Regions from separate parts of the Mus musculus genome. Here region 2 is linked to region 1. Evidence: chromatin contacts called from public Hi-C data. All regions are on one chromosome and are shown on one strand. The core of a region is the stretch at or near the end of the contact, and the rest is flanking DNA. Distances in the headings are between cores, read along the strand shown. Region 1 has its middle 150 kb from the start of Tent5a. Region 2 holds the start of Tent5a (terminal nucleotidyltransferase 5A).

Region 1 (2,912 bases), core at 146-2,645:
CAGACAACCACACTTCAAGTAATGATCACAGAACCAGAGAGCTAGAGGCAAGCTGATGAAGACCAATGAAAACCAAGATGGCAAAACATATCACCAAGCGCTAACCCTGGGGCACTACTATGCATCAGTGAAGTAAATTCCCCACTCAGGCGGGCACATTGTAATCTACGTGCACAGAAACATGTGGCACCAAAAGTTTTCTCTTTCCTATGAAAAGCATAAACAATGCAGTAATGCAGTACTTCCCCATAAAATGAAATGTCCATCTCTATTTAGACTGCTTTCCACATGGCATAGAATTCTGTGCTTTTCAGAAATACATTTTAATTTTTTCACTCCTTGAAAAGAAAACTTCTGCTCATATTGAGTGCAGAAGTATGTTCCAATTTTATATTATTTACAGTGATATTAAAGCTATTTTACCTGCTATGAAATATAGAGGTAACTGATTCTCAAAGTTCATCTCAGCAAATCCAGATTCATGATTATATGAGTCGCCGAGCATAAAATTAAATTTTGATCATACAATGCACCTTCATAAAACACTTGGCTTAGGCAGTAGATTTTAATTGCTACTGTTTTTCTAAAATTAATACTACTTACAAGAAAGCATAAATGGGGTAGAATTTCGGAATACTTTTGGCATAAAGTAGAGGTCTGAATTCTTGATTGAAAAGAAGAAACAGTACTGACGTTAACCTCCGTGACACAGAATACCAAAAGAATCAGACTTGATTAGAAATGGCACATGTGAACGTCTTTCATAGTTACTAATAAAAAACATACTGTATTTGTATAAACATGGTCAAAAGAGTGGCCTAAAACTTTAGATATGCGGCAAATGAAAAATTTCCCTGCAAATGATAAACATTTGAACAACAGCTCAAAAGTTGCTGAGTATGAAGCTGGAAGTTGAAATTTAAGTGAGCAATGAGGAAATCTGAAGGCTGGGCACAGGGGACAGCAGAATAAAATTCACAGTCTGCAGTCAAATTGCTTCATGCCTAGTCAGTGTCTAGTAAGAAATGTAAGTGTAAGTTGTATGTTCACCACGGCCGCTTAGTCCTTTGAGACTTTCAACAACAAAAGCATACATGCAGATTGTCTATGTGGACACACACCTATTCCTTTTCATTCTTTCTGCACTTTCTATTGCAATCCTGTCCTACCTGAATGATGGAGATTTCCAGTACTACTCCTTACAGTTGATTTCAACCGAAGTGTCAGCTATGCATATCATTTTGAGGTGACAGATATTTCCTACCTTTTGTGACAATAACTTAAACAGAGTTACATCCTAAAGCTAAACACTGCCTGACTGTGGCACTAGAGAAGCCTGTTCACAGAAGCCTTCCTGTCACTCTAAATCCCTGCTTACTCGCGAAGTCCCATTTCCCCTTGACCTATTCAAGTACTTCTGTGCTTTACTGTCTTCTTATACAGTATGTCTTTGTAATCCCATCATGTTACCAGAAAGCAATCTGTTGGATAATTTCCTAAACAGAGACAGCTGCCTCCCTAAGAGGCGCTCTTGGATCATGACTAAAATAACAAACATCTCCTTAGCAACATATGTGATGCAGTTGGGTAATTCTCATAACACTGACCAGCAGCAGCAGCAGCAGCAGCAATAGAGGGCTCACTTTTGTCCTGTCAGCCAAAGTAAGTTGTCTCTCTTTTTCAGAGTAAGTGTGTGAGAATTAGCTGATAAAGGATGTGAACTCTGTTATAGTCTAGGAAGATGTTCACAATTTAATAAATAGCCATACATATCTACCCTATAGTAAGCCTTACTCTGATTTGAAAGCCATTGTCCTAGAGCTTCCATGTGTCAGGGACATAATTTTTAAAACCGGGCAACAAAAAGACACCAAAAAGTATCCTTTTTTTTTCCAATTTTTTTATTAGGTATTTTCTTCATTTACATTTCAAATGCTATCCCGAAAGTTCCCCATAATCCCCCCTCCACTGCTCCCCTACCCACCCACTCCCACTTCTTGGCCCTGGTGTTCCTCTGAACTGGGGCATATAAAGTTTGCAAGACCAAGGGGTCTCTCTTCCTAATGAGGGCCGACTAGGCCATCTTTTGATACATATGCAGCTAGAGACACAAGCTCTGGGGGGTACTGGTTAGTTCATAATGTTGTTCCACCTATAGGGTTGCAGACCCCTTTAGCTCCTTGGGTACTTTCTCTAGCTCCTCCACTGGGGGCCCTGTGTTCTATCTTATAGATGACTGTGAGCATCCACTTCTGTGTTTGCCAGGCACTGGCATAGCCTCACAAGAGACAGCTCTATCAAGGTCCTTTCAGCAAAATCTTGCTGGCATATGCAATGGTGTCTGCGTTTGGTGGCTGATTATGGGATGGATCCCCGGGTGTGACAGTCTCTGGATGGTCCGTCCTTTCATTTCAGCTCCAAACTTTGTCTCTGAAATTCCTTCCATGGGTGTTTTGTTCCCAATTCTAAGAAGGGGCACAGTGTCCACACTTTGGTCTTCATTATTCTTGAGTTTCATGTGTTTTGCAAATTGTATCTTGGGTATTCTAAGTTTCTGGGCTAATATCCACTTATCAGTGAGTACATATCATTTGAGTTCTTTTGTGATTGGGTTACCTCACTCAGGATGATGCCCTCCAGGTCCATCCATTTGCCTAGGAATTTCATAAATTCATTCTTTTTAATAGCTGAGTAGTACTCCATTGTGTAAATGTACCACATTTTCTGTATCCATTCCTCTGTTGAGGGATATCTGGGTTCTTCCCAGCTTCTGGCTATTATAAATAAGGCTGCTATGAACATAGTGGAGCATGTGTCCTTCTTACCAGTTGGAACATCTTCTGGACATATGCTCAGGAGTGGTATTGTGGGATCCTCCGGTGATCAAAGATCAAAAAGTCAGGTGACAGCAG
Region 2 (2,912 bases), core at 278-2,777, 150 kb after region 1:
CTCCTCCCCCTTAGGCAATCAATCTTATCAGTCGAGTGTGTCCCTCCAGCGACACTCTACAGTTACAGCCAAAGAGGAACTAAATTGCCTTCAGACAACTTTAATTAATTATACAAAACGCCACCTAAACCGAAGGGGAGGGGCACACTATTACACCCTCGACTCTGTGAATTAACAGGGAAAAGCATCAAATATCTTAAACGCCGAAGTCAGTGGAGTATGGATCGATTCACATTTTCCAATATAATAAAAACCATTGACTCAGTTCTGCTTCAGGCTGCTATTTTTCCCAAAGTCTAGATTACAAGATGACTCAAAAAAATTATTTACATCATTCCATCCTTCCACCAATCACGTTATACTCTGGACAAGAGTCCAGCAAGGAAAGTCAAGAGTTAAACCATAGAGAGAAGGAAGAGAAGGAAACGCAGAGGAGGAAGCACAGAGTTGTGGCGCTGGATCTCCCAGGAAACTAAAACACTCCACACCACTCACGCGCATTAGTGCGCTCGTGAAAAAAAAATAATAAAAAAATAAATAAACGAACTCACTATGGCCATACTGACGGCAGTCAAGGCAAGCTGGGCTTGCTTTCTCCCCACCCCTGCTCTGCCCAAGCCCATCAGGTGGCTTTACCTTGAGAGTGAGCGGTGTGATCTTCTCCTTGTTCACCCCTTCGGGCAAGAAGTCTAACAGGCAATCCAGAACGACGTCCTTCACAGTCTGAAACTCCTCTTCCCCACGCAGGTCAGCGCAGAAGATGAGGTCCAGGTCCTTGTAGCCTAGGCCACTGTCCTGGTGCAGGACGTGACTGGCGGCTGAGCCGTTGAGGCGCACGTCGCGGACACCTATGCCCTTCTCTTCCAGGCGCCTCCTCACCACCTTCACAATCAGGCTTGGCTGCAGCTCGAGCGTGGGGAAGTTGCCGCGCCCGTGGATCGGGATGGTCTCGCTCAGAATGCCGTCCAACCGCTGCACTTGCTCCCAGTTCAGCACATTGCAGTGCGCCGTGGGGCTTTCGCAATAGTCCGAGCAGCGGTCGCCGAAGCTGCTGCCGCCGCCGCCGAAGTCACCACCCAGGGGGATGTAAGGGCCGCCGGTCAGCTCGTCCTCTGCCATGGCAAAGTACCCTTCGCCCTCGGCCATGTAGTGCCCTCCGAAAGCCACTTGGCCTTGGTCAGTCCTAAGAGGAAAGAGTGGATTTAGGGGAGCGGCAGAGAGGTGTGCGGGTGAGGGGACAGGGGTCCCGCCGAGGGGCCTGGGCTTCCCCTCCCCGATCGTGACGCCCATAGTAGCCCTCCTCCCCCAACCCTCACCGACCCCAATGCCCAGCCGCGCGCCGCGCCCCGCAGAGCAGCCCCGCACCAAAAGTATCTCTGATGCATCTGGAAAGCACAAGCGAGAGTCCCGTCTGTGTCACCTGGAGGCGGCCGCCCCTTCTAGGAGCGCAGGCGAGCGAGGAACCGCGAGGCGGACACACTTCGCAGGAGCTGCGAGTGCGCTCCCGGCAGCGGCCCGCGACTTCTCCGCGCCGACCCCCGCCGCGCCCTGAGCGTTCCCGCCCCTTGCCCGCGCCCCGCCCGCGCCCCCGCTGCGGTGGTCTCGGAGGTGGCGGCTCTCGACGCCGCCGATGCCACCGCGCACACTCGCGTCTCTGGAGCTTTAGCAGTTGTGCGGGGGGAAATGTCTTCAGTACTTTTTTTATACCGGGCTTCTCCGCGCTTCCGGGGCCCCAGCGCGCAGCGCTCGCCACACCCTCTCATTTGCATAGAGCACCGCCCCCAGCGCTGGGTGGACAGTCGCCGGAGCTCAGAGCTGCTGGAGCTAGGCCAGGGTGCGCAGCCCCTGGCTATGAGCACAGACAGATGCCTGTGGCTCCTACGTGTAGATTTATCCATTTCTGCACGTCCACACACGCGCGCGCGCACACACACACCCCTAAAGAGGAGACACTTTGCCTCAAATGTGATAGATGGCCATCAAAACCGGATCAGGGTTAAAAATCACGCAACTATAGAAACTTCCCAAGCCTAGCCTTCTGGCCGGGTGGAGCGCGTCATTGCCGCGTAACTGGGTCTCCTGGAGGTTCCCTCAACAGTGTCCGTTTGTGGCTAGACCGCCGATTCCACTCTGGACCCTGGGCCAAGTGTGGTCTCCAGAGGCAACTGGTCACGCACGTCAGTCTCTGTGAGGGAGGGGGAGGGTTTGCTGAGAACTGAGTTTCGATTCTCGAAACCTCGAGAAGTGCTGGTGGGGGGGTGGGGGTGGGGTGGGGAGTCCGGTACCAGCCAGCCAGCCTGAGTGCGCGTCCAGCTGCTGCCCGCGAGCTGGGCAGGCGCGCGTCTCCTATCACACAGCTCCGCGGGCTCGCGGCCAACCCGCGGGGTCTCGGAGCGCAACCCCAGCAGTGCACGAAAAGCGGCCGCCAGGGTGGCGGTCCTTCGGCTCAGACTTGGGAGAAGCGCGTTCCTCGCAGCCTCTAAGGTTCTCAGTTCTTAAGCGGATAAAACGTCAATGATCAAAGTAGGCTCTGGCTTCTTACCGGCCATTAAGGGCAAATTTAAAAGACGAGAAGTTTCTCCCCCTCCAGCTTCAGTCGCCAGTGGAGTGCTTAAGGGTTGGAAAAGGTTATCTCTGCGCTCTGGCACCGCACTGTTTGCTAGAAAGCTCCCTGCTTTCGCTTGTCCACTTCCTCCGCCGCCCCGCTGCTGCCTCCGTTCAAAGTAATGCTTTGCAGTCCTTGATCCAGGTAGAGGCTGTGAGCCGAACGAGGCAGTCAGGGTAGAGAGGAGAGGCCCTGAGATGAACAGCCATTACCCCCATGACCCTAGACAACTTCAGAGAATCAGCCTCTGAATTTAGGGAGCCCTGGTCTAGAAGCCCAACCTGAGTTGAGGGATGGGATGCAGGGG

The links. Hi-C and Micro-C count contacts between places; a contact is called where the count stands out from the background.
Region 2: a Hi-C map of adipose-derived mesenchymal stem cells shows a contact between it and region 1, with 4 times the contacts expected there. The contact joins the promoter of Tent5a here to the enhancer-like site in region 1. A contact is called at or near these places in 2 of 39 promoter capture datasets (liver and second pharyngeal arch cranial neural crest), 8 of 484 Hi-C or Micro-C datasets (the G1E-ER4 cell line, adipose-derived mesenchymal stem cells, embryonic fibroblasts and 3 more), 2 of 115 datasets of contacts at active chromatin or transcription factors (bone marrow-derived macrophages and heart atrium) and 2 of 9 other capture datasets (liver and pancreatic islet).

The regions. Positions count from the first base shown.
Region 1 is chr9:85,173,101-85,176,012 of GRCm38.p6, forward strand. No RefSeq gene overlaps it. Among named protein-coding and RNA genes, the nearest start is that of Tent5a, 150 kb to the right of the region's middle. Within about 2 kb of position 1,396, at least 7 of the 459 cell types and tissues checked have an H3K27ac peak or open chromatin away from gene starts, as enhancers often do. A contact at or near this core is called in adipose-derived mesenchymal stem cells and second pharyngeal arch cranial neural crest, where this site is marked.
Region 2 is chr9:85,325,623-85,328,534 of GRCm38.p6, forward strand. Tent5a (terminal nucleotidyltransferase 5A) reads right to left here and starts at 1,528. Exons shown (of 3, transcript NM_001160379.1): 1 at 1,421-1,528; 2 at 637-1,183. The coding sequence starts at 1,146.